4 separate regions of the Pan troglodytes genome follow, and regions 2, 3 and 4 are each linked to region 1. A link is a contact called in public HiChIP or PLAC-seq data. All regions are on one chromosome and are shown on one strand. Each heading gives the region's core, a stretch centred on a gene start, on an enhancer-like site or on the middle of the called end of the contact. The rest is flanking DNA. Distances are from core to core; before and after follow the strand shown.

Evidence for each region. HiChIP or PLAC-seq counts read pairs in DNA pulled down with a chosen protein or histone mark.
Region 2: an H3K4me3 HiChIP or PLAC-seq map of stem cell-derived excitatory neurons shows a contact between it and region 1, with 3 times the contacts expected there. The contact joins the promoter of RAP1GDS1 here to the promoter of TSPAN5 in region 1. A contact is called at or near these places in 1 of 7 Hi-C or Micro-C datasets (stem cell-derived neural progenitor cells) and 1 of 1 datasets of contacts at active chromatin or transcription factors (stem cell-derived excitatory neurons).
Region 3: an H3K4me3 HiChIP or PLAC-seq map of stem cell-derived excitatory neurons shows a contact between it and region 1, with 4 times the contacts expected there. The contact joins the promoter of EIF4E here to the promoter of TSPAN5 in region 1. A contact is called at or near these places in 1 of 7 Hi-C or Micro-C datasets (stem cell-derived neural progenitor cells) and 1 of 1 datasets of contacts at active chromatin or transcription factors (stem cell-derived excitatory neurons).
Region 4: a contact with region 1 is called in an H3K4me3 HiChIP or PLAC-seq map of stem cell-derived excitatory neurons, with 8 times the contacts expected there. The contact joins the promoter of STPG2 here to the promoter of TSPAN5 in region 1. A contact is called at or near these places in 1 of 7 Hi-C or Micro-C datasets (stem cell-derived neural progenitor cells) and 1 of 1 datasets of contacts at active chromatin or transcription factors (stem cell-derived excitatory neurons).

What each region holds. Positions count from the first base shown.
Region 1 is chr3:100,085,398-100,092,131 of NHGRI_mPanTro3-v2.0_pri, reverse strand. TSPAN5 (tetraspanin 5) reads left to right here and starts at 3,595. Exons shown (of 8, transcript XM_001165628.8): 1 at 3,595-4,112. The coding sequence starts at 4,032.
Region 2 is chr3:99,703,604-99,710,129 of NHGRI_mPanTro3-v2.0_pri, reverse strand. RAP1GDS1 (Rap1 GTPase-GDP dissociation stimulator 1) reads right to left here and starts at 3,582. Exons shown (of 15, transcript XM_054683209.2): 1 at 3,318-3,582. The coding sequence starts at 3,321.
Region 3 is chr3:100,361,037-100,368,198 of NHGRI_mPanTro3-v2.0_pri, reverse strand. EIF4E (eukaryotic translation initiation factor 4E) reads left to right here and starts at 4,151. Exons shown (of 7, transcript NM_001246470.1): 1 at 4,151-5,104. The coding sequence starts at 5,087. LOC104006140 (a long non-coding RNA gene) reads right to left here and starts at 4,819. Exons shown (of 7, transcript XR_008547570.2): 1 at 4,739-4,819.
Region 4 is chr3:99,588,177-99,595,116 of NHGRI_mPanTro3-v2.0_pri, reverse strand. STPG2 (sperm tail PG-rich repeat containing 2) reads left to right here and starts at 5,557. Exons shown (of 14, transcript XM_054683204.2): 1 at 5,557-6,028. The coding sequence starts at 5,920.

The DNA of each region.
Region 1 (6,734 bases), core at 2,346-4,845:
TTCGTTTTCTTCCATAGATAGCCTACCCATTAACAAGGAAATATGTGTATGGATATTCTTTTGCCAACAGATCTTATCTTTTCAAAAATGATAGCCTACCGTGTACACTGTTTTTGTTCCTTGTTTTAAAAATTTAACAATATTACTTGGAGATAATTCCATATATAGTGCCTTTAAAATTTAACATTATAATGTATCCATATATTGCCACATACTCTATAAGCAGTATCTTCAAGAGCTGTAAAAAGTGTGAGCAAATGACTCATTCATTCCTTTAATAAATATTTATCAAGCACCTGCCATATCTGCAGAGCTCTGGTGATTCTAAGATTACCAAGGGTTAGGTCACACCCTAGAAGGAGTCACAGCAGATTGAGGAGACAGGTAGGTAAACAAGTTCTTACAGGCAGCCTTTAAGTGCTGTGCTGGGATGGAAGAACACAGCGGGTGTTGAGGGAATAAAGAAGGAGCCTCCGAGACATTGAACAAAAGTAGTGAAGAATAAGAGAAATCAGCTCACAGACAAGAGACAAGGAGAATGCCCCAGGCAGAAACTCTAAATGACATGTGCAGAGGCACAGAATGTGAAGGAACATTGTGGTCCAAGTAACTACAAGGAATTGGATATCACCCCTACTCTTTGATCTTTAATTTCTGGCCAAGTCTTCAATATAAATAATGCTATGATATACATCTTGCAGTATATAACTTTTTCCATCTGCTGGGGTATTTCTTTGGGTAGATTCCCAGAAGAGGGACTGCTGAGTCAAAATGTAGGAGCACTCTGACCTGATATATACAGCCAAAATGCTTTCCAAATGGACATATTGTTTCATAAGGACACCAACAATGTATGTGCTAACCAGTGCTCATTATTTTTGTATCTTTATTAGTTTTAATGTATACTTCATTGATTACTAGATTAATTTCCCCATATACTTTATTTCTTATATGATTTATTTTCTGTTTATGCTCAATCACTGCGATTCTATATTTTACTATAGCTCTATGAGCCCTACTTATAATATAGACATTCAGGTTTTTATTTTTCATGTTTGCTGCCAATTTTTTTTCTGGTTTAGCTTACACTAAAAAAAGCTGGACATGTAGAAGTGTTTAAGATATTACCCAATCATATCCATTGATTATTTCCTTCTATTGCCTCTAAGTTGAGAAATACTTCTATACAGAGGTTTGACAAATATTTTTTCTTCTGGTCTGCTTTAAAATATATTTAACTCCTTAATCCTTATAGAACTTATTTTGGATATATGAAATGAGATAATTCAATTAGTTTTTCCACCCCCCCTCCAAATTACTGATTAGTTATCTTACCTTTCCCTTCTCCATTGATTTTTCAAGACTTTATTTTCTTAGCAGTTTTAGTTTCACAGCAAAATTGAAAGAAAGACTGCATACTGTATGATTCCTTATATATGGCATTCCGGAAAAGGCAAAACTAAGGAGACAGGGATACAGTAAAACTTCAGTGGTTGCCAGAGACTGGGGGGAGGAAGGGATAAATAGGTGGTGTACAGATGACTTTTAGTGCAGTGAAAATACTCTGTATGATACTATGATACTATGAGGGTGGTTTCATGTTATTCTATATTTGTCCAACCCTATAGAATATACAGCCCCAAGAGTGAACCCTAATGTAAACTATGGACTTTGGGTGATAATGATCTGTCAATGTAGGTTCACTATTTGTAGCAAATGTGCTACTTTGGTTGGGGATGTTGACAATGGGGGAGGGTGTGGGGTGGGGTATATGGGATATCCACTGATTTTTATTTCAAAGATAAATCCACTTAGAGATCAACTCAGTCATCAATTGCATCTAATTTCTGGTCCTTTTGAAATGTGTCACATCAGCTTAGGACAGACCTTTCTTCTGACTCATCCGGTATTCCTGCAGCGACTGTTCTATTTATATACAGAATTACAACATAGCTCCAATAGGCTTAGGTAAAGCTTGTCAGTGCCTTCCTGTTAACAAGGAAATCTGCTGCTGAAAGACCTTACTTTTGAAGCCTACCAGATTGGTGGTAGTATGGCCTGTGTTTTGAGTGGGTGGAGAGCACTTTTGAAGGAGTGAGGATTATTTCATCCAAAGGGCTGAAGCCACTGTTATCCCGTGTCATAGCTTCTGAGGTACCGAATGAGTAGGATCTCCTGGCCCTCCCATCTCTGTGGGTACCTCGTTCATACTTGTGACCTCAATATAGCCTCAATCCTGCTGAAGCCCAGGACTATCTCTAAATGTGGTTTATTGCAGGCAACAGTAGCTTCTTGACTAGCCAAAACTTGACTGCTGGTTGTCAACTAGCCAGTTTTTGAGAAAAGTGAGAGGTTGTTACGTAGGAAACCTTATAACTAGAGGCTCTCAAACTCAAGTATTTAAATATCATCTTTTAGATTTCTGTGTCCAGGATCGGGTTGCACTGGGTGGTGCTGGAAAAATTTTTTGATCTCACCTCCTTCTAGTCTTTTGAATCCTTAAAAATATTCCCATAGACATTTATACACAGTCCTGGGCGGTTCTTCCTTCTCCTTCCGTGAAATATTGGTACCTGCTTTGCCAACACCTATGAAAGTGCTCCAGGAGGAGGGCGGATAAGCAACTAATGAGCACACCTGCTCAGGTAGGGTTCTAAAACAATTTCCAGCCACCTGTTCTATTCTTCCCCAGAGTTCAAAAGCTTAATGGTTCGTGATCCAAAAACCCAATTCAGATTCCCCAGAAGACCTCCCTGGAATCCGTTGTGGATTCCTTCCTAGAGTTAGGAGGCAAGCAGGTTTCTTAGGCACTATTCTGTCGGGGTAGCGGGGAGCGTGCGCTGTCCGGGTTTGTGTGGTTGCAATAGACCCTAGGGCGAGGATCGCATCCCGGGCCAGGACTCCCTTGAGCCATCTCTTTTTCCTCGTCCCCATTTCTAGGATAAAACCCATTTCTCCGGTAGGTGGGGAGGTTGGGTTAGAGTCACACAGGGATTCAGGAAGCTTTCCTTTGCAACGTCCCATCCCTTCATCCTTTCCTCCCACTTCCCGTGGCTCTTTTCTCCACCTTCCCCAACTACCCCCTTTTCCACTCAGCGAAGTCCACGACGACTTTCCTTCCCTGTCCAGTGGCATCACATCTTCTCTAGGTGGAGAAGGGGGCGCCAGTGTGGCTACCCTGGAAGGGGTGTCGGGGGTGGCTCGCAGGTCCTCACTCACCCAGCCCTCTCCCCGAGGAGCGACCCTCTCGCCCGCGTCCCTCCAGAGCTGCGCCGCTCATCAATCCCGGTCACTCTGCCAGCCTGCTCCCCGGGCGCCCTTCCTTCTCCCTCTCGCCTGCGGTCCTCCACCCTCCCACCCCCTACCTACCCCGCAGCGACGTTCGGGGTCAGCGGCGCTTGGGGTTGGCCCGAGAAGGGGCGGGGATAAAGCGAGCGGTGGAAGGAGGCGGCTACGTGGTGCCACCGCCGCCCGGGAGCGCCCGGCCCCGTGCGCGCGCGCGCCTAGCCAAGGCTTGGGCGGCGGGCGGAGCTGCGGGCGGCGCGGGCGGAGGAGCAGCCGGCCGGGCGGGCGGAGCGAGAGGCGGGCGGAGCGAGAGGCGGGCGGAGCGAGGGGTGGGAGGGCGCGCGCGAACGGGCGGGCGAGCAAGCGAGCGGCGTCTCCACCAGCATCTGCCGCGGCCGCCTTTGCCCGAAGCCCGGGGACGAACCGACGGACAGACCGCCTGGCGCACGGACGCGGGCGCTCGCTTTGTGTTCGGGGCTAGCGTCGGCGAGGGTTGGGCTTGCAGCGCGCGGCTTCCCTGCTTTCTCGCGGCCACCCCGGCTCCGGCGGCCTCGGCGCGCGAGGGGCTGGAGGTGCGGGAGCCGCTCTCCGCCGGTCGGTCCCCGCGCGGCTGAGCCCAGGCCGCCAGCGCCGCGGCCCCGTGCGGTGTCCCTGAGCTCCTGCTCCCCGCCGGGCTGCTCCGAGCAACGGTGCTTCGGAGCTCCAAACTCGGGCTGCCGGGGCAAGTGTCTTCATGAACCCAGAGGATGTCCGGGAAGCACTACAAGGGTCCTGAAGTCAGTTGTTGCATCAAATACTTCATATTTGGCTTCAATGTCATATTTTGGGTAAGTTGGAGCGCTCCTGGGATTCCAACTATTGTGGCCGATCGATTCGCGACGATTTCCCCCACGTTGTTCGTTGCCTTTACTTTTCGCAGCCCCGCGGGCGCTTGCCGGAGCAGCATAGAGGCATTCGCCTTCCGCCTTTCCAGCTTGCGCGTTGGAGAGATAAACATTTAATCCTTTCGAGGAATGGGAAGAGGTAAAAAGAGAAATCGAGGCGGAAAGGGGGCACCGAGGCCTTCTGGTGGCTTTTTGAGGAACGAATAGCAGGGATGCAGATAAAAGAAAGGGTTCGGCAGTTTGAGAAATAAGCAACCACACGAATTGGATTTGCTCTCGGTGGGATATGGATGTTGGGCAGAGCGTGGTGTCATAATAGGGAAGGCTAATCGGGCACGGCCGACCCTGAGGTCCACCTTCTAACAACGATCTGATTGGACGAGGGCTTGGCTCCGTGTTGCCGCGGCTGGTCTGTGCCATGCTCAGCGTGTATCTTCTTGCACCATCTCGGGCTTTGTGTAGGATGCAGATGCCGTGGTATATGGTTCTGTAATGTGCACGTAAATAACGTTTCCTGCACCCTCTCCTCTTCAGCTGGAAAGCGCTCCCTGTGCGTAATGGACTGGTCAGTGGGGGTGCGGGGTAGAGGGATTTATTTGTATGTATATATCATCGTCAGGATAATAAGTCACCGTCAACATATATTTCAGTGTGTTCGTGTCCCACGTCCTCATTTTTAAAGGAGTGACACAGAGCGGGCCGTTTTGGGGGAACCTTTGTAGAAATGCAAGGGAGAAGGTGTGCGAGGCATGTTTTATTGGGGAACCGAGAGAGCAAATGCTTTAACACAAGATTCAAATGATGCTCTGCTTGGGACTGCAATGTGTTGGGAACCTATTGTAATTAGGCTGGGACGCCTACTCTTTTTGTTTGTTTGTTTGTTTGTTTGTTTTGATTCTTTTCCTTGATCTGGCAAACGTGTTCAGCAGCCAGACAAAGAGTTCTCCAGGACAAGGGGAAAACGTTGGTTCAAAGACCATGTTATTTTTCTTCCCCTTCTCATCCCATCTCATCCTCTTCCTCAGTGGGCACCCGCATTTCCATAGAAAGTAAAGATGGTGGCTGTCTGGGTAGGGGGTTCTCTAAGTTGCTGTTCAGTGTGAGGTAAACAATGCTGCAACTGCAGGATCAATAATTATCCACAGCAGTCTGAACACGGAATGTATTTATTTGGATTCTCCTTTAATTTGGGCTGTTTGCTGTACGTATATACATCTGTGAGAATAGTTGTCAATACGGCTCTTCATATTCTTTTTTTGTACCGCACTCTTACCAGGTTATTTTATTTTCGGTTTTCTATTACAATACCTTGCATTGGTCATGTATGTTTTGTGAGGGGAAATGCAAGGGATTGGAGACCACTTTCCGTGTCAGCATGTCATCTGTCTTCAGGACTAATAAAGATAATGAGGGGACACATGAATGGATGTCATATCCGATCATTCCACAGGCAGTTTTTTGCCAGTGTTGTGCATGATTCCCGGGAGCAGTCACCCACCTCCCTGCAATTAAACACTGCTACAAATACAGGAAGAAGAAATTGTTTTCTTTCTTTGCCCCTTCTCCATTTGTGAAAATGTTTAAAAGTGGTGGGTAGCCACGGTTTTGAGTAAGATATTCTGATTTGATTGGAACTTGAAACTTTGTGACTTGGAGAGGCACGGACTACCGAACTGGGACTGGTTCTTTTTGGGGTAGTGAGTTCAGGCCTCTTGTTTCTACTTGAACATTTCTAAAAGTTGCACATTTTAGCTACCCAGCAACAAAAAGCACCCAGGGACTTTCTCTGCCGTTTCCTAGCAGGGGGTGGTAAGGAAATAAAAGGATTTGGGTCTGTTTCCCTGACAGTTTGCTGTAATTTTGTGGAGTGCACAGAGACAAATTTAGCCCTTTCTATGGATTAGGTTGCAGCAAAACCCCTGGAATTGTAGAGAGCTTCAAAGAATTGCAGAGTGCTTGCTTGGAGAGGTCCAGAATAGAGCCGCATGTTTTCTGATTGTGAAGGTCTTCATAGGTGGGTGGGTGAGTATGGGAAGCCTGAAAGGAGACCTAGGCTATGGGACTAAACTAGCTGCCCCAGGCAGAATTGTTAAGTGAGTGCCTTCGTTATGAGGGCCCTTCACTTACCCTGCCTCTTGCCTTCCCTTCCTCTCCTCTCTGTGCCCAAAGCCTTCCTCTCAGATACTCCCTCATACCTTTCCTATCCTGCTCTCTGCCTCAAAATTACCCCATCTTTAAATTTCCTGCTTTATTGTACCATGGTCTCTAGTGATGATCAACAGAAAGGCAACCATATGGTTTTAGTTAAAGTAATTCAGACTAAGATGTTAGTGACTGAAAAGCAGGGGTCAGTAGCTTGGCAGCTTGCTTCTGAAAAGTTACACACCTCTGCTCTCTACAGAGTCACCAACCTGTCTGTGATTGCCAAAAACAGCAGACTCGGTGCTACTCCCATACAATTATGAAGAAGAGATTGCCAACAGCATGGTTTCCTAATTTTCATTTTCACACTGAACTGCTAGACTACATTTGACATACACTGGTGACATTCAAAGGTATAGTTCT
Region 2 (6,526 bases), core at 2,333-4,832, 380 kb after region 1:
ATAAAATGTTTCCTATCTCTCTATCTTCATTTATGTCATTTCTCTTCCAACCCCAGACCAACTCCATTCTGATTAACAGTCTCATTTCTACCTTTAAGAAGTTTAACCCACCTTTGGTTCAAATAACACCATTTCTCTAAAACGTTCTCTCCATTCTCTGAATCTATAATATATGTAAAGGTCTTTTATATAACTTATACTTTTACTTTGATTATAATTTGTGTATGTGTCATACTGTTCCTGCTAAGATTATAAACGTGAAACATGAATATCTTTTTATCTTTGTCCTCCCAGTACACTGTAATACAGTACACTGCACACTGTTGATATCCAACAAACACTAAATGTATGTTGAATCTGAAATATGACATATACATAAAATAGTAGCTATGGCCATAAAGTTATATAGGAATTTTCTTTCACTCTCTTGTGTAGGAAATTATTGCCATGAGAATTTTTTTTTTTTTTTTTTTTTTTTTTGAGGCAGAGTTTCGCTCTTGTTGCCCAGGCTGGAGTGCAATGGCATGATCTCGGCTCACTGCAACCTCCGCCTCCCAGGTTCAAGTGATTCTCCTGCCTCAGCCTCCCAAACAGCTGGGATTACAGGCGCCCACCACCACGCCCGGCTAATTGTTTTTTTGTATTTTTAGTAGAGACAGGGTTTTACTATGTTAGTCAGGCTGGTCTCCAACTCCTGACCTCAGGTGATCCGCCCGCCTCGGCCTCCCAAAGTGCGCGCCCGGCTGAGACTATCTTTAAAAATCAACCTTATTTATTTCTTGAGACAAATTAAAAAGCACTTCTCCCTCCCCTCATCATTAACCAGTATACCTTCTACCTTCTTATGTGTACACGAATTGTTATACTAACTTCCTTGGCTCAGATATAAAACTGTTACCCAAGGTTTCAATTTTAAATTATCATATGTACCTACTGATCATACATGAAACTGCCTTACCATTGAAGAGAGTTTAGAAGGAAATAGATTGCCTGAGGTTGACTCAAAACCTACCTACAGTGTACTGGGAGGCATGGTACAATTATACCTTTCTGTTTCTGCTTATCCCCCAACTAGATAATATGTACCAATCCAAATGTTTGTTCAGATGAAGACTATATCTTCAGGTTCAAAAGTTGAAAATAATAGGTGGCTTTAAGTTCAACAATTTGCCAAAGATCTACTGAATTTCTATTTGAAAAGCACTGTGGGGAACACAAAAAATAATAAGACACTTTTCATCTTCTGGGACTCATGATTAAATGCACAGCACACACATAAACAACTCTATTATATGGTAGATTATGTAAGTGCTAAAAAGCTTCTAACAAGGTACAAACAGTGCTTATGAAGAGACAGATTAACCAAAGAGTATCAGAGATGGCTTCAAAATGAGAGATAGGTTTCTATTTGGTCCTTTTTAAAAATCAAGCAATAGCATTCAAGATTTTGAAGATTATTTTTAAGTAGATAATTTCGTTTCTTTTAGGTATTTTTATTCACCAGTGTTGTAACGGAATTGGATTTTTTCCACTGAAAAAGTACAGATTTAACATGTAAGCTAAAATGTTAAATGGATTGTTTAAGGCTCACCTGGAAACATGGGAAAATATATTTTGCAAGCCAAACTTGAACTTACAGTCCAATATCAGATAGGGTTATTGGACATACTGTATATTTCCTTTGAACATACACACATTTATCTGTGTATGTATGTTCAAAGGAATTTTATTTCAAAGTATATTTTATCTGTGTATGTTCAAAGGGAACACACATAAACGTGTGTATGTTCGACGGAAATATACAGCTTGTCCAATAATCTGATATAATACCTATTTAAAAATCTACTTTAAGAGAAAGGGAGACACGCATAAATGGGCCACCCAATTTTTACAGAAATTTGTTCAGCATAACGAGTACTCAAGTTAAAAAGAAAAAACAACTTAACTGAAAATAAAATTCAGAGCCCTAGACCTTTTTTGATTCATACCACCTCCTCCGTCAACCCTGGCCTCTTCCAGATATATGGCCAAAGGTCGGGATCAAAGCCTGAAGCATTTGCTGTTCCAGAAAACTCTATGGACACCATTCCCAGGTTTAGATACTTCTTGAAGATTCTGAGTTGCACCACCTAACTCTGAACGTGTTGAGCACTGTATTAACAGATGAAAGGACCACATTCATCTCAAGCTTTAAATAACTCGCACAGAAGGGGTGGGAAAAGTCCCAGCTGACAGATGCCAAGGGAGCAAATTTTAAAAAGAGGAAATTATGACAGACAGGAGTGGAAGCAAACTGGGGAACTTAGTACAAGTCGCTACTATTAAAAGAAACTTTGAGCTCTTAATTACATGACAGCATTCATCAGACATTTCTGTGATTACTGAATGTAACAGTTAAGCAATAGATGATGTAAAAAAATTAGGTCAAATGTATATATCGTTTTATAAAACATATTTGCTCTTAAATCTCTCATCCAAACCAATCTCTTCAGATTAACTATAAATACAAAGGAACTAAAATCAGATTATGCAGATTAGACAGGGGGAAGCTGGGAAAGAATAACTACCATGTAAGTTCGGTAACAACGTTACAGGGCGCAGTTTCCTGCTACAGAAGACGGACGAAGGAATCCAGAAAATAGGCTGGGCACAGGAATATTGCACACTGTAGTCACCCAGCACTAATTCAACAGCTAGCGGCTCTATCCTGCCTCACGTTCCTCGTGGCCTCTGACAAGTCATCCTTTCAACCTATGAGGCTGTCCGCTCTCCCCCTTGGAAAATAATTTCCGTGCAGGTTGTAAGATCTCCCTCACAAACTACTTGCTTCCACTTCCCCGCCCAGGATAAGGAGTCTCCACGACGGGGAAAGGTCGCACTGACAGAGAAGGAAGTTACACGAAGTGGTCGTGGTCGGACCCGAGCCTCGAGCTCAGTAGACGCGGGGGAAAAGGAAGCGGGCGGCCTCTGGAGAAACGGGGATGGAGCTGCAGATGAGAGCCCGCGAGGCAGGCTCCGTGGTGCCCGGGCACCGGCAGGAAGAATGGAGGAGGGGAGGCGAGGCTGCGAGGTGCCGGGGAGCCGGGCGGCGGTCCGGCCCGCGGCCGACCCCACCCCAGCCCGCGCTCGGGACCCTCCCAGCCCCGGCACCCGGCGTGCGTTCCGCGTGCGCCGACTCTCCCCGGAGGAACAGCCACTGTCTCACACCCGGGGACTGGAGAAATCCGGCAACTTTGCGCGAGAAATGCTTCCCACCCTGCAGCACGCCGAGAAAGAAAAAAATGTCAGGCGATGACGGCGGAGGAAGGATGACTTACCCATGTTGCTCCCCGAGGGTGAGGAACCGGCGGGGCGAGGCGAAGGTCTCCGGTGCGGGCGGCGCGGCTCTGTGTCCTCCCTCTACCTCCGTCTCTCCCGCAGCCAGGGAGGGACCCGCGGGGGGCGGCCGCCGGGGAGGAGCAGCTGGTGTTGCTGCAGGCGGCGCGGCCGCGGCGGGGACGAGCGGCGGGGGGCGGGGCGGGGCGGGGCGGGGCGGGGCTGGCGGGCGCAGCCTGCGGCGGGCGCGGCTCCGAGCGGGCGGGCGGCGGAGGCGCGGGAGCCGGCCTGAAGAGCTCCGGCCCCGACTCGCGGCCCACGAGCGCCCCGCCCTCCCCAACGAGCATGCCCAGTGCCTTTTCCACCCCTCCCTCTGTGGCGAGCGAGGCTAAGCGTGCGGGTGGGCGTGTGTTTGCAGACCGGCTGCAGCCGCGGCGGAGGATCTTCATGGCGGCCGTCTGAGAGGCGGAGGGCGGGCCCGGAGAAAGCAGGGAATGGTGATATTGAGCCCGATCTGCTAGCAGAGGACTCACCGCTGCCTTGCTTTCCCACCCTGACCCACCAACCCCTCACCCGGAACCCGGGCCTGCCTTCTTTACGGGACGACCGGGCCGCACAGGCCGGAATTAACCGGAGAAGAGGCTGGGCCGCCGCAGAGCCGGGAGGGGTGGTGGGAAGCCAAAGCTGACGCCCCGACACGAAGTTGGAAAGGACGTGTAGGCGACTAGGCCTGCGCCTCTTGGGGACACCTGCGGACGCCCGCTGGCAGCTGGCTGAGGAGGGGCCGCCGGGAGGGCGCTCGATAGCAGGCGTGTCATTGGGACACTTAAGTCTGCTCTAGCTGTGGCCAGCTTAGAAACAAAGGTCCCGGCAGCGAGGAGAGCGCCCGCCCCAGGATTTCCTCGAAGAGTGTGTCGTTCTCCCTCCCGGAGGAGCGCGGCCTTCCGTTCCCCGGAGGGCGCTGGAAAGGCCCTTTAACCGGGGTGCCGTCGGGCTCCATCCTGCTCTCTGTGAAAGCGGGAGGAACTACGTTCCCCAGGCTTGAAAATAAGCGTCCTGCTGGGTTGGCTGCGGCACTGCCAAAGCTAACCTGGCGGAGGTCCTGTGATCCCGGGGCCGCCGCCCGCTCCCACCACCACCACCTCGGCCTCGGGGAGGACCTGAGCAGGGCTCTCCCACTGAGGGCGTCCTCCCGGCTGGGCATGCACGTGAGGCCGGGGCTGGCTTCGGTCCTCTGCCCTGGGGTAGGAGGCTGGAGGAAACCGATTTCTCTGCACCCTAATCTTGCCCTGGCTCCTCCTGAGTGGGGTGAGGAATCTGGTCGCTCTCCAAGGCTACAGCGACCGCAGTCCTTCAGGGGAGACGGTGCAGTCAGCAGTACAACCTGTTGGAGAAAGATAGCTGAATCGAGGTGTCTTTCCCCTGTCAACTTTCACTCGGTCAATCCAATGTTGAGAAAGGGCTTTTTTTGTTTGTTTTTTAATTAGTCGCCTGTTCTCACAGTCATCAGTTTCTGCTTGGTGACTAGTATTTCGAGCACACAAATCAGAAGCGACCCTGTAATTTGTTAAGCAAAGAGCAGATTTTATGTGATTTTTCTACAGCAAGAAACGATAATTAAAAAGGTTTGGTAAAACAGGAAAATACAATTTAACTGCTGAAGTCAAATATATGGGACTTTTCTGATGCACGAGACTATCAGGCACCTCACTCTTAGGATGTTCTTCTTGTTTGCCTCTTAAAATAATCGCACTACATTAGTTCCCTAGGGCTGCCGTAACATACCACAAATTGGGTGACTTAAAACAACAAATTATTATCTCACAATTCTGGAGGCCAGAAGTTTGCAATCAAGGTGTAGGCAGGGCTGTACTCCCTCTGAGGGCACTGGGGAAGGATCTCGTCCATGCCTCTCCTAGCTTCTGATAGTTTCTTGGCATATGGTAGCGTAACTCCAATCTGAACATAGCTGTTCTCCCAGTGTGCTTGTGTGTTCAAATTTCCCTTTTTAATAAGAACAACAGTCATAACGGATTAGGGGCGAACCATCCTCCAGTATGACCTCATGGACGTTAATTATATCTGCAATGACCCTATTTCCAAATCAGGTCACATTCTAAGGTACTAAGGCTTAGGACTTCTACATATGAATCGGGCCAGCCTGGCCAACATGACGAAACCCCATCTCTAAAAATACAAAAAATTAGCCAGGGCCAGGCACAGTGGCTCACGCCTGTAATCCTAACACTTTGGGAGGCTCAGGAGGGCAGATCACTTAAGTCAGGAGCTGGAGATCAGCCTGGCCAACATGGCAAAAACCCATTTCTACTAAAAAATAAATAAAATAAATAAATTAGCTGGGCATGGTGGCACGTGTCTGTAATCCCAGCTACTTGGGAGGCTGAGGCAGGAGAATCGCTTGAACCCGGGAGGCGGAGGTTGCAGTGAGCTGAGATCGCACCACTGCACTCCAGCCTGGGCCACAGAGCAAGACCCTGTCTCAAAAAAAATAAAAATAAAAATAAAGAATCAGGGAGGGGTACACAATTCAACCCATAATACACCAATGCAGACCCCACCCTCAGGGCCCCTCACTGCCCCCACATCTGGCCATGTTACACATTCATTTTATTACTCCTCCAGAAGACCAGCCTGGGCCTTTGCATTGCTGCTCATCATTTTTTGTTCATCTCTCCTTAACACTCATTAATCTCTTTCAGATTCTCAAGTTAACTTGCTTTATTTTTCCTACTTCCTTATCTAATTACATATTACAATAATTTCATAGAGTATCTTCTATCATTTATTTGGATGTACGCGTTGAAATTAGCAAAAGCAGCTGAAGTGGCTTTCTCATCTCCCATCTGACACTAGTTAAAGTGCCTTTTTTGTTCTACTTCAATCTAGAAGCCATCTCCCTAGCCTTCCTGCCAATTAAAACCAAAGGATTGTTCAGGCTTAGTGCATATACTGAGTCCTAATGCACCGATGTTGTAACCATAGTGAGAACCAATACTGATTGTTATATGCAGAAGTGAATTACTTCCAGACTGGTATATTGCCTACTCCTTGCACACACAATGCCACCTCCCTTCCTCTCTCCTTTCTTGTTCTATTATAAGAATATAATGTTTCTGTCTCATATCTTTACTTTCTTCCTTTATGTCTTTATTCAAAAGTTACCTGCATGATGTTTTCCCTAGTTATCTTT
Region 3 (7,162 bases), core at 2,902-5,401, 280 kb before region 1:
TGAATTTAGAAGGGCTTAGAAGAAGAGTTACTATTACAAGTATTCTGTAAGTTTAAAATTTTTCCAAAAAAAAAAAATTTAAAAACTGTTATCCCATCTATAGGCAATGTCCAAAATGTTTGCAATACGATGTCATGTGGAAAAAAATGTAGAATTCAAAATTGTTTGTGCAGGCTAGGGGTGACTCATACATATAATCTCAGAGTTTTAGGAGGCCAAAGCCAGAGGATCACTTGAGCCCAGGAGTTCGAGACTAGCCTGGGCAACATAACAAGATCTTTTCTCTACAAAAAATAAAAAAATGAGCTGGGCATGGTGGCACATGTTTGTAGTCTTAGCCATCATTCAGGAGGCTGAGGTGGGAGGATCGCTTGAGCCCCAGAGTTAGAGGCTGCAGTAAGCCAGGATTGTGCCACTGCACTCCAGCCTAGTAGTACAGGAATACCCTGTCTCTAAACAAACAAACAAAAACTCTTTGCACCCTATAATTGTAAAAGCATAAAATGTTGGCACACGGATATATTAGAATAGCAGAAGAGGTTTCCCTTAAAAATTTTTTTCTTTACTTTTTCTTTTTCTTGATTTTCTTTTAAAAATCAAGGTGCCTTTTTAGCCAGTAGGTAGTGCCTCAGTCTCATAAAAATCACCAAGGAGAGAGTAAACAAAAAACTAACTAGAATAATAAAATAATTTTTTAAATTCCAATTCTGCTCCAATCTTTTAATATTCAAAATTCCTTGGTCATGTTTGCATACATCCCATGTTTTTAAGCAATGTCCTGAGTAGGTAATGGGAATTGGTGTCTCTCAAACTGTAAAATTAAAATAAGGGTTCACAGTGGCTCAGGCCTGTAATCCCAGCACTTTGGCAGGCCAAGGTGGGCAGATCACGAAGTCAGGAGTTCGAGACCAGGTTGGCCATCTCTACTAAAAATACAAAAGTTAGCCAGGTGTGGTGGCACACACCTGTAGTCCCAGCTATTTGGGAGGCTGAGGCAGGAGGATCGCTTGAACCCAGGAGGCAGAGGTTGCAGTGAGCCAAGATCTGGGCAACAGAGTGAGACTGCATCTCAGGGGAAAAAAAAAATTACATTTGAGTTTTCCCCAAATATTTGATAGCAATCTATCTACAAATCATCAATGAGCTAATATTTTAGTAGTAGAGTCAATCAACAACTAATTAAATAATGTTTAACATCAAGTTTAGAGTTAGGGTTATGAAGTGGCCTAAAGAAAACCAAAGCAGAGTGAGGGGATAAAAAGTAATGGAAACAGTAATTTAGATAGGGTGGTCAAGGAAGCCCTCCTTCAGGAGATCACATTGGAACAGAGGCCTGGATGAAATGAGGGAAGGAAGTATATGATTCTCTCATTCATTATGTGAATGTGTGCTGGTTATGGTGCTTGTTAACTGCATCCTTTTGGTTCTTAGTCACACCTCTTTATATGGGTACTGAACTATTTATATTTCTATGACTTAGTACGCCAACCAGATTTTACAGTCGGGGAAGGAAGTGCCTGTACTTCCCGTGTCCTTTAAATATCCTCCACTGGTTACATAGTTCCCATTACTAACTTAGTACTTGTTGGATGGTTTCTGGTCAGTTCTGTAAATGAACTTGGAATTACAAGTCCTTTGAAGAGCAATAAAGAATAATAGAGACTAAATAGAGAAATAAAACATAAAATTTCAGCTCTATATATTTAGGATTGGCAAAAACAAAACAAAACAACCACATACACACATACATAAAAATCTAATCGTTAAATCTTTGAAATGGTAGAATCTCAAATAGGCAAAGACACATTAATGGTCATAAAACACATGCAACAAAGTATATACAAAAATGGAGATTTTCCTGAAACTCTGTGCTTGAAAATTATGAAGAAAAATTGTTGAAAACTATGTAAAAAATGGAAAGAAACTAAACCATAAAGAATAGAGCATCCATAAGTATTGTAAAAGTATGAGTCTTGGTTGACAAGAGGGAGTTTTTTTTTTTTTTTTTTTGAGACTGAGGGAGTGCAGTGGCGCGATGTCCGCTCACTGCAAGCTCCACCTCCTGGGTTCACTCCTTTCTCCTGCCTCAGCCTGCCGCGTAGCTGGGACTACAGGCGCCTGCCACCACGCCCAGCTAATTTTTGTATTTTTAGTAGAGACGGGGTTTCACCGTGTTAGCCAGGATGGTCTCGATCTGCTGACCTCGTGATCCGCCCATCTTGGCTTCCCAAAGTGCTGGGATTACAGGCATGAGCCACCGCGCCCGGCCCGAGTTTTTTGATTAACAGAAAATTTAATAAAAATGGAAACTGTTGTTTAAAAAAAGTTTTAAGAACCTCACTGGCTTTCAGTCCTATAGGTATTTTCTTGCCAATCTCATTGATTTTTTGCTGTTATATAACAGCTTCATGAAAATAGGACATCTGGCCAGGAATGGTGGCTCATGCCTGCAATCTCAGCACTTTGGGAGGCCCAGGTAGGGGGACCGCTTGAGCCCAGGAGTTCGAGACCAGCCTGGGGAACATAGCTAGACGCTCCTGTCTCTGCAAAATATAAAAAAATTAGCTAGGCATGGTGGCCCATGCCTGTAGTCCTAGCTACTTGGGAAGCTAAGGTGGGAGGATCCCTTGAACCCAGAAGGTCAAGGCTGCAGTGAGCCATAATCATGCCACTGCACTCCAGCCTGGGTAACAGAGCAACACCCTGAAAAGACAAAAAGAAAGGAAGGAAGGAAGGAAGGAAGAGAGAGAGAGAGAGAAGGGGAGGGGAGGGGAGGGAGGGGAGGGGAGGACAGGGGAGAGGAGGGGAAGAGAGGGGAAGAGAAGGGAAGGGAAGGGAGGGGAAGGGTGGGGAAGGGAGAGGAAGGGTGGGGAAGGGTGGGGAAGGGGAAAATAGGACATCTATGCTGTCTTTTTCTCTTCAAAGAAGGTAACCTGACACCACTTCTAACCAGCAGAAAATAACAACGCGGTCAACAGAATTATTTTGGATAGTCTAAGTAACAGTAGATAGTCTCTGTAAGTAGAAATCCACTTATCCGTTTATTATCATTATGTTTTTTTTTTGGAAATGGAGTCTCGCTGTGTCGCCCAGACTGGAGTGCAGTGGCGGGATCTTGGCTCACTGCAACCTCCACCTCCCAGGTTCAAGTGATTCTCCTGCCTCAGCCTCCTGAGTAGCTGAGACTACAGGCAGGTGCCACTATGCCTGGCTAATTTTTGTATTTTTAGTAGAGACAGGGTTTCACCATGTTGGTCAGGCTGGTCTCGAACTCCTGACCTCAGGTGATCCGCCCACCTTGGCCTCCCAAAGGGCTGGGATTACAGGCGTGGGCCACTGCGCCTGGCTTGTTAATTCTATCTACTTTAAAACCTAGTAGAGCTAAGCCCACTAGACAAAAGCTTTCATTAATCACTTCTGATATTCAGGTAAACCAAAACATATGAACAGGCAATGGCTTTGAGTTCTCATACAGCCTCAATTATGTGTTAGTCAACTCAAGCATCCATTATGTACTCAATAATAGGTATGACACAGCTCTGGACCTCATTAACACTATAAGCAGACAGGCACAGGCAGCCTGCATACACTCCTTTTCCTGGTGTCAACATTATTTAAAAGCATGGGAAATAGTAATGAGACAGTGTCTTCTTCATTAGAACCTTAGGAGTCTACTAGATTTCTTCATCTCTATTTGTTGTTATTAGTAGCCAAACTGTGCAAAAAACATGGTCTTGAGAAATGATAGCACAGTATCTTAGAGGGAAAGGAAATGTAGGATGCCAGTGTGGGGACAAATTTCTGATTGCCAGTGATTGTTGTGAGCATAACAATAATTTCATGAACGTTAAAGCCTCTATTGAGGGCAGCTGCAGTTGTAAAGGAAAAAAAAAGGTCTTGAACATTTAAAACTACACTGGTGTACATCATAATCAAACAAAGTAAACAGAAAAAAATTTAAACTTTGCTAAAAAAAAAAAAAGCAGAAGCACTTGATCTTTAGGAAGGCACGCAGCTGCTTATTATGAATCATTTCTAGAGTCCGATGCATTTTCAAAGCCGGTTACAGTCATTACAAAGCACACCCTTGTGAGGTAAGTGTATCATCACCTTTGGTTCATAAATAAAAAAGCTGAGACGCCGAGCGATTAAGTCACTCGCCTAAGGAGAATGAGTCAACGTCAAGAGTCATAGTTGACCCGGCCTAAAGACTCCAGACCATCAGTCCAGGGCTTAGTCAGCGGGGCCCGGAGTGGCTTCCCTGGCTGGCATCTGGACTTAGGCTATTTCCGTGCACGTAAAAGCGGAATATTGGAACGGTTGCACAGAACTTCCAAATAATTTTTACCGCCACGCAAGATTTAGCCCTGAGGTCTTAATCTCAGGATTTGGGACAGTAAAAGCTGTCGTCCCTCCCCCTCGTCCAGCCGGTGGCAAGCGAGTACTGCGGGCGGTTCCGTCCGTCCCCTTTCGCAGAAATGGCAACGAATGACCACCAGCATTAGCTGAGCCAGGGGACGTGGGAGGGCTGATTGCCTAAACGACTCTGCATCGCCGCCTCTTTTTGAAACTAAGAGAAAATGGTGGGAGATCAAAAGAAAACTAAATAAACACACAGGCAACTTGTCCTGGGACCTCAACTAAGCAAATGAAGCCTTATTGTGTGTGCTGAGCCTGCAGTTCCCAACCTTCCGGGGAAGATGGGAGGACAGGGCGACAAAGGGCAGAGTAGGCTTGCCTGGCAGTAAGTGTGACCGCAGCTATCCAGGCGGAAGAGCAGAGGACTGAAACCACCCTCCAGCAAGCGAGTGTCCGCCGCGTTGAGAACCGCGCACCCTACCCATCGGCCACGTGACCAGTCCTTTTTAAAAAAAATTTCTTTACCTTAAAAAAAAAAAAGGTGGGGGAGAGACTCCACTTCCCAGAAGCCTCTCGTTACTCACGCAGCCGCAGTCTTGCGCAGGCGCCGCCAGGGCCAAACGGACATATCCGTCACGTGGCCAGAAGCTGGCCAATCCGGTTTGAATCTCATTTTTTTCCTCTTACCCCCCCTTCTGGAGCGGTTGTGCGATCAGATCGATCTAAGATGGCGACTGTCGAACCGGTGAGTATTGCCTTTGGCCCCCACCCCCACGGGTCCCCGCGCTCTGTCTTCCTTCTGACTGGGGGACTCCGCGGGACGGCGTTCCCGGCGCGCACTGTACCCCTTGCCGCCCCCTCCCCCTCATGTTGGACCTGACCTCCCGCGGACAAGTGGGGACGTCCCGGAGGCTGGCCGAGGCGGCGTGTAGCGCACACTTTCTGGTGGGGGCCCGAGAACTGGGGGAGCGGTGTGGGGGAGGGGCGGCGTGGCGCCTCCTGCGGAACCGCGAGGTGTCTACAGGGTGGAGGGTAGCTGGGGTTCTGGGCTGGGTATGCGGGGATGGTGTCTTCATGATAGGAAGGCGCGGGGCCGGCTCCCAGCGAGTACTGGGATCCGCAGGCAGGGTGGGCGGCGAGCCGGCCTGGAGTGAGATGGAGGAGGGAGCCCTGGAGCAGCCTTTCCCTCCCTGCAGAACCCCAGCTCCGGGGCTCGGGTGCGGAGCGCGCGCACGTCTTCCTTAGACCGGTGGACTGGGGAGCTGGTGGGCGAGTGTTGCCGGAGGGTGGGTTAGGCGGGAGTGGTGCCGCGGCACGCGCGGAGGAGCTTCGACCTCGCTTAGGGGAGTTGAGAGGGGCGAGCGCCTGTTAATCCAGCGCGCCGGAGAGTTGCCGGTGTTTGCGCCAGGGGAAGCGAGAAAGGTTTGGGGTGGGAAGGAACACTCGTGTGTCACGGTGAAGCTCTCCAAGTAGAATGAGGGATGGTGGTGGTGAGAAGGGGTATCACATTGTCCTCGCCCCTCCATGCTTGGGACTGGGCTGTCATGGAGGAGGGAAGGGGGAGGAGCGAGGCCTACAGATCGCTGTAGCCGGTCGGCTTGCCGGCCGGACCTGCTGCATTTCACACGCGCTCGTCTTCCATTCATTCATCCTTTCCGCGCAGTGCGCACGCCTCAGAGAATGCGAATGGGTCTCAATCCCTCTGTTCTTCCGAGTCTTTATCTCCTGGAAGATTTCTGAGACGCAGTTTATTGGAAATAGAAACTTTTAAATTTACTTTTCCATTTGACTTTTTTTTTCTCTTTATCTATGCTACAGACTTTCATTTCAATTTAGGCACCATTTTAAACTTAACTGAAGCAAGCTGGTCCCAGGGTAGGTTTGTAGTTAATCTTTAAGCAGAGGGTATATTTTTCATAATTTGGGTTTGCCAGGACTGGCTCACTGAAACTTCTGGGCCCTGTTGCCTTTTTAGAAACGACACAGCTAAGTGAAGATATCTTGTGTGCATAATGGGGTTTATTAGCAATCAGAAAACCTTTCACACTCTGGAACCAGCTCTAGACCTTGGTTGCCAGATACTTTTGTGTATCTTTTCATGGTAGCTTGTGGTTTTGCTAATGGTTTACCAGTTTGCTTTGACTTTTAAAGACTTTTTTTTTTTTGAGATGGAGTCTTGCTTTGTCGCCCAGGCTGGAGTGCAGTGGTGTGATCTCGGCTCACTGCAACCTCCGCCTCCGGGTTCAAGCGATTCTCCTGCTTCAGCCTCCTGAGTAGCTGGGATTACAGGTGCGCACAACCGTGCCTGGCTAATTTTTGTATTTTTAGTAGAGACGGGGTTCCACCATGTTGGCCAGGCTGGTCTGAAACTCCTGACCTCAAGTGATCCTCCCGCCTCAGCCTCCCAAAGTGCTGGGATTACAGGCGTGAGCCACCTCACCCGGCACTTTTAAAGACTTTTATAAAACTATTTCAAAAACTCTTATAGACTACACAAAGGCTTATTTTTCATTGCGTTGGTGTAAACTATCCTTACCTTGTCAAAATTCAAGGCAGCTTCTCTGCTTGCTTACTTGTTTTTTTATTGGCACCAGTTTTCATTTATGTTCCTGGGAATTAAATTGACTGAAAAACTCATAAGTTGTTGCTACAGTTAACTGACTTTAGGACATTAATGTTATATAACACTAATGAAGGATAAGTGTGTAAAATATACATTTTAAACCCCTTGACAGGTTCTGATGTCCACTTTTGTCTAGATCTGTTCCTACTCCACTACACTAGTGTCAGTAAAAAGCATTAC
Region 4 (6,940 bases), core at 4,308-6,807, 500 kb after region 1:
GATGTGTAATGAGTATCAATTCTTTTCAACTACAAATATGTTAGGAAACATTTCTGCAGCTACCTACCCATATACGTAGGACATATGCACATCACTTATATTAGTTATTACACCTGTTAAATTAGGCTAAAGATTTATCTAGTAACCTTCACTTAACTATTAATCATATACTGTGCTGTGACTTCTATTATGTTCTTGACAGTTTTTGTCTCTTGAATTGTCATTTAATTTATGTTTTTGGGACTTGTGTCAACAACTATATATGCATATCTACATTTCTATAGAAATGTTATGCATAACTCTCAATGTCTTGTTCATAGTAGGCAATTAATAAATACTTGTTATTTACTGGGCTTCAATAGAATTTTCCATTACCCTGGAAAAAACATGTTGTCAACAAATCCTTTATATTACAACTGTGAAAATAAAGTATGCTTTATCAAACATCAGAGATTTTACAAGCACTCATGTAACTTAAGGTAATTTTTAAAAATTTTTAATTGTGACAAAAAACACATAACATAAAATTTACCATTTTAAAATGTGCAGGTGACTAAGGTTATGCACATTTACGTTGTTGTGCAATGGATCTCCAGAATTTTTTCATCTCATAAAACTGAAACTCTATACTCCTCAAACAGCTCCTCATTTCCTCCCCCACACACCCTGTCCCCTGGCAACCACAATTCTACTTTATGTTTCTATGAACTTGACTACTTTAGATACTTCATATAAGTGGAATTACACAGTATTTGTCTTTTCGTGACTATCTTATTTCACTTAGTGTAGTGTTCTCAAGGTTTATGCATGCTGTATCATGTGACAGGATTTCCTTCCTTTTTAAGGCTGAATATTTTTCAAGGTAATTATTTTTAAAGTACTTAGCCTGAAGTCAGGCTATCCTTAGCCTCTAAATCAATGAGAACTACAAATCAATTTAATATGGTTTGTATATTTAATAGAAAAATATAGCTACCTATATTTAGTGAAACACTGTACCATGCTGAGACAGAATCCCAACAATTCAGAATCTCCTAAAACTATAATAAACTCCTTTGGGACCATTATGCAAGACAGTAGCTTTTTACAAATGCCATGTAAATATATTCTTAAACTTTGTTGTCAACAATTTATAAGTTGAGCTACATGAGATTTGAACCTCAATATAGAGTTTCCATTTTTAACATACTGAATTAAAAGAATGAGAAGTGCCAAATTCATCCATTTTCAGTTTCTAAAAGCACACACCATACTTTAAAAAGACTTTTTATTTATTATTCATTCGACGTTCTTAGAAAGAAAAGTAAAATGACTTACCATTCCATTCATATTTTTAAAAAGAAAGTACTGCATTTTTTATTGTTTTCCTTATTCTCATACCATTACAAAAATGCTTTTTACATTCTTCAGTGGTTGAAAAGATTTTTTTAAAGAATAATATTTCATGACATGTGAAATCATATGAAATTCAAATTTCAGTGCCCATAAAGTTTTATTGGAAGATAAACACACACCACACAGACTCACACACGAGCAAATTAACATACATACACTAGAAAACATTTCTGGATTCTTTCTTTAGTTCTCCTGATCTATTTGTCTTTTTCTATGCCAATGCCACATTGATTTGATTATAATGGCTTTATAGCCACTGTATCTTCTGATTCATGGAAATCAGAGTTATTCTTCACTATTCTTTTTTTCATACTCTCTATTCCCCCACATTATTATATCAAAAAATCAGAGGGATTCTAATCGGAATTATATATTAATTTTGGGAGAATTGATATTTTAATATTGTTTTCCTATTTAACTTTGATATCTTTCCATTTGTTCCTATCTTCTTTGTTTAGTTTCTATGGCTTTCCTTTGCATAATTCCGTCATTATTTTTGTCTTTATTGAAAATGAGATTTTTTTCCAATTTCCTTTTTAGGTAATTGTTAGGATAGATAAAAACTACTGTTTTTTATATATTTAACTTTAATATGGTCACTGCACTTAATTCTTTTATAATCCTAGGGTAATTTATTACATTTTCCTGTACTGTTTTGGCATCCAATTACATCATAGGCAAAAAGAGATATTTTTATATCTTTCTTTCCAACTAATATCAGTTATTTTACTTAATTTTGTTGTATTCAATGGACACACCAGTATTTTAGTATATGTACTGTTGAAGCAAGCATGATACACCATTATTAGATAATAATAATAATGATAGAGGCATTTCTATTTATTTTTTATTTTAATTGAAATAGTTTTAGTATTTGCTGGTTGGGATAATACTTTATTGATTTTAATTTTTAAGGTATTTTTTTATTAGATTAAAATAGTATTCCTCAAATTCCATTAAATGTAGAATTATCATTACAAATTGCTCTTTAATTTTATCAAATGCTTTTTCTTTTTTTTTTTCACTTTGGGAGGCCTAGGTAGGAGGATCACTCAACTGTCCTTTCTTCATCTATTGATATGAACATATATTATTTTCTTTGATAATTTCTTAATGTAGAAGATTATGTAGTGGTTTTCTAAAACTGAATTATCCAGGCAAGTAGAGAATTTACTTATTTGGTCTTAATATATTATCATACAAAAGCATTGCTAGATTCTGTTTGCTATTGTTTCATTTTATTTATTAGATACATATTTATGGTAGAGATTGATTGTATTATTCTTTTTTGGTGGATTCTTGAACATGTTTTAGTATTAAAGTTATATACATTCATGAATAAAATGGAAGGAATTCTTTATAATATGGAATATTTTAAATAACATTGGAATTATCTCTTTTTTAAGTTATGTAAGACTTAGTTGTAATTTTCATCTGGTATTCATGCCTGTTTTTTAGGTAAAATTTTATTTCAGAAAAGTTTTAGATTTTTAGAAAAAATATAAAGTACAGAGAGAAACCCATTCTAGAACCCATAGAGAGTTTCTGCTATTTGCTCCTATAGCAGGCAGGAGTTTGAGATTACAGTGAACTATAATGGTACCATGGTATTCCAGCCTGAAAGACAAAGCAAGACCCTGTCTTCAAAAAAAAATTTTTTGTGTGTATGTGTAGATGGAATTAGCAAATAGGAAGAAACAATGAAGCAATATTAATACATTGTTATTAACTAAACTCCATACTTTATTTGGATTTCTTTAGTTTTTACCCAATATGCTTTTTCTCTTCTTCATTGCAGCCAACATATTCAGTATTGAATCAGTTTAATTTCTTGGACCTTATTCTTGTTCAAGCTTCATTTTGAAGTTTATTCTGGTATACGCCAGCAGGGAGAAATGGAAAGAACCTAAATTTTGAACTCCAATAAATCTTAGCTCAAACAAAAATTCCATCTATGGAATTACTAATACAGTAAAATGGTTATATAGTGTGGTTAATTAGCATTAAAACTTTTGGAGGAATTGAGAAATGCTGAACCAAATTATTTCATATTTATATGTAATTATAATTCTGTGTTAACAAATTTATTTTTTTAGTATACTAATTCCAGACTATTGAAGAAATATTTACAATGAGAGATAATGAAAAAGATTTATTTTTCTCATTAAAAAATATTTTCCAATCTTGAAATACTGTGTACCATTCTCATTACTGAACCATAAGGAGGAAATAATAGCTGGGAAATATAGAGAGTAGCCACAGTCATCAAGGAAATAGAAATTTTCATACTATTTGAATAGTTTGAAAAGGAAATTCAAACAATTTTCTTTTTTTTTTTTAATTATACTTTAAGTTCTAGGGTACATGTGCACAACGTGCAGGTTTGTTACATATGTATACATGTGCCATGTTGGTGTGCTGCACCCATTAACTCGTCATTTACTTTAGGTATATCTCCTAATGCTATCCCTCCCCCCTTCCCCCACCCCAGGACAGGCCCCAGTGTGTGATGTTCCCCCTCCTGTGTCCAAGTGTTCTCATAAACAATTTTCTTTTAAGACAGGGTCTTGCTTTGTCTTCCAGGCTGGAGTACGGTGGTACCATCATAGCTTGCTGTAATCTCAAATTCCTACTTGGCTAATTTTTAATTAAAAAAAAATTTTTGTGTGTGTGCAGGTGGAATCTCCCTATGTTGCCCCGGCTGGTCTTGAACTTCTGGCCTCAAGCAATCCTCCTGCCTGGGCCTCCCAAAGTGCTAGGATTAAGGATTACAGGTGTGAACCACTGCACCTGGCCTCATAGAAACTTTTAAAAGAAAGATTTTTTTTTGTTAAGAATGCAGAATTTTGAGAGACCAATTATTACCAAATTATGAAGAGTATATAGGTTGCACTTCAGTGTGTAATATTTAGGTAGGATCTGGCCATTGATCAGCTGGCCATCAATGGCCAGCCATTGGATTATACGTCTCTTTCCCCATTAGAGAGAGAACACCTGAGGGCAGGGACTTTCTTATGCCTTTGTATCCTCATAACTTAGCAGGGATGGAACCTACAGTATATGCCAATTCGTGTTTTTTAAGTGCATAAATAATTTAGCTAGCTATTGAACAGAAAAAAAGGTATTACAGATACATCCTTGAGAAGCATATAGCCTCGCAAGGAGAGGGTTCCGACATATATGGCACAATGAAGCCACAGTAAATGTTGCACAGGATTGAGTGGCAAATCGTGTATTACAGAGTATGAAAACTATAAAAACTTGTAGTAGGAACAAATTAACGTACTGTAGACCATTTGGAGGTGAGGTATGATCAAGGTAGGATTTGTCTAAGCCTCTGAGGATATTTAGAATCTGGACAGAATTCTTGCTAGAAAAAACAGCCTGCGAGAAGCAGAGGTGGATTCTGACGTAGATTCCTTAAGCCCCAAGGACAAGCTAGGTTTCTTTTGCCCAAGGTTCAGAACCATTGGTTTGGTGGGGTGGACTGGGCTTTTTCAGTGCCTTCGCTTTGCTTTATAAATATTGATGAATCAGTATTGTGGTTACCTGGCATCCGACAAAAGAGGCAGCTTTCAGTCACTTCCACGGCTTCAGTTGGTGAGCTTTTTGCCTCCTTGCCTGGTGTCCTCATTTCTTTTTTTTTTCTTTTTTACCCTTATCTTCTTTGTGATTTTTTTTTCTGGGTTCTCCATTTCTTGTCACTGCCCTGAGCCCTGGGTTTGTCTTAGCAGTTTGGACTATCTACAGGTTAAGATCAGAGGTGCCTTTTCTCTGTGAGTACGAGTGGGGCTGCAGTAGAAGCGGGGGAGAGCTTGCGGAACCCCAAGCTCTCTGCTTCATGCTACTGCATTTTTCTTTACTAGGTTCTGTTGAATCGGGAAGCAGATCAAGGTCAAGTTAGTCCTCACCCTTCCTAACGCGTTTTCTAAGGTTCTTCTGCACACTTAAAAAAGTTCGGGACCTAAGTAGTTACCGGGACCCCAAGAGCTACGAGGTTTAGGCCTGCCTTCTTCAAGGCGCGCCGGGTTCCGGGTAAAAAGAGCCGGGAAAGGGTGGCGGCTCGGTGCGCATGCTCCGAGGGCTCGGCCCAGGAAGGCACCCCCACTTCGCTCCCTAGAGACTGGGCCCGCCTCCTCCCCAGAGACTGGGCCCGCCTCCTCCCCAGGCTTCCGGGCGGAGAGAAGTGGGCGGAGTCAGGGCCGGAAGCACCGGGGCGAGCGTCTAATCCCTAATGCCCAATTTTGGTGGCGTGCACCTGGCAAACTGATGATTGTGTGGGACGTCTAATCTCTAGTCGCTCACCCCTCTACTTTACCACAGAGCTAGAAATCGATTTGAGGAAATCTGGTATCAATGAGCGGGCGGGGAGACAACCCCACCCCTAATTTCCCTGTTTACGGAAGTTCTGTCCCGGCCTCCTCAGACTGGTGTCGGCTTCCTTTTTCTCCACACCTCTAGCCGCCTTGTTTTTATCGTTTTCGGCACCTGCCCTTCCCCAGCGCCCCCACCACCCCGAGCACTATGTATGATCGGGCTCCCCGCCTGCTCAAATTGGCTGAAGGTGGCAGCACTGAGGCCCATGTGGGTCCTGGATCCTACCAGGTACCTTTCCTGAAGCAGCAGGCGACAGGTAAGATGTAGGAAGAGGCAGAGCTCCTGTGACAGGCATCCTATCTTCAGCCTGCTCCGCTTCTGCGTGCTTGTGAGTTAAACATAGAGCGGAATAGTACCATTTTGTAAACATAACAAAACATGAAGTAGGCAGGGAAAACACTATACTTTTATTTTACAGATGAGACTGATAGTATCACTTGTCCCATTTCAAAAGGCTGGTGAGCATATGGCTAGGACTTTTGATTCCACAATAGTTGTCTACATCCTACTTTTGATTGTGCAGTTTAGGTCTAGGATTTTGATTTCCTGGCTGTGTTGACATAATATATTAGTCTCCAAATCCTGTGCCTTTACCTCCCGCTGTCTCATTGCTTTGTAATCCTGCCTGCCTCACATCTTTCCTCCCATTAACCAGAGACATTTATTTACTAAGATGTAGCTTATATTTCTATTTTGCAGTATTATTTAAAGATAGTTCCGTTTTTTTTTCAGACAGATTTTTCTGACCGTCCTCATCTCTTTTAACACACTTCAGGGGAGCCCCTTTTCTCCACATTCTGTAAAGAAAAATTATATTTTTGACCAGTGGAGTGGGGATGGATAATTTAAATAATATTTGCTCTCCTCGTTTGTTTGCAGTTAGTGACTTAGTCAAAAATAAATACATCAATTTTGCTTTCTACTTTTTCTATTCTGATGATTTTCTGGAGCTTAATACCGTCCAAATGATAGTTTTTCTTAACCTACATTTTCCCCATACCTACACTATGTATTTTCAAGCAAATGCCAGGATCCATTATTCTGTTACATAACTGATCAGATAAGGAAAGGTTTAGGTTTCTTGGGGTGGAGTACAAATTTGACTTCTGTCAGTGTTTCACATGTTGAATTGTACTGCTTCACAGCATCTGGTGTCACTATTCTTGCA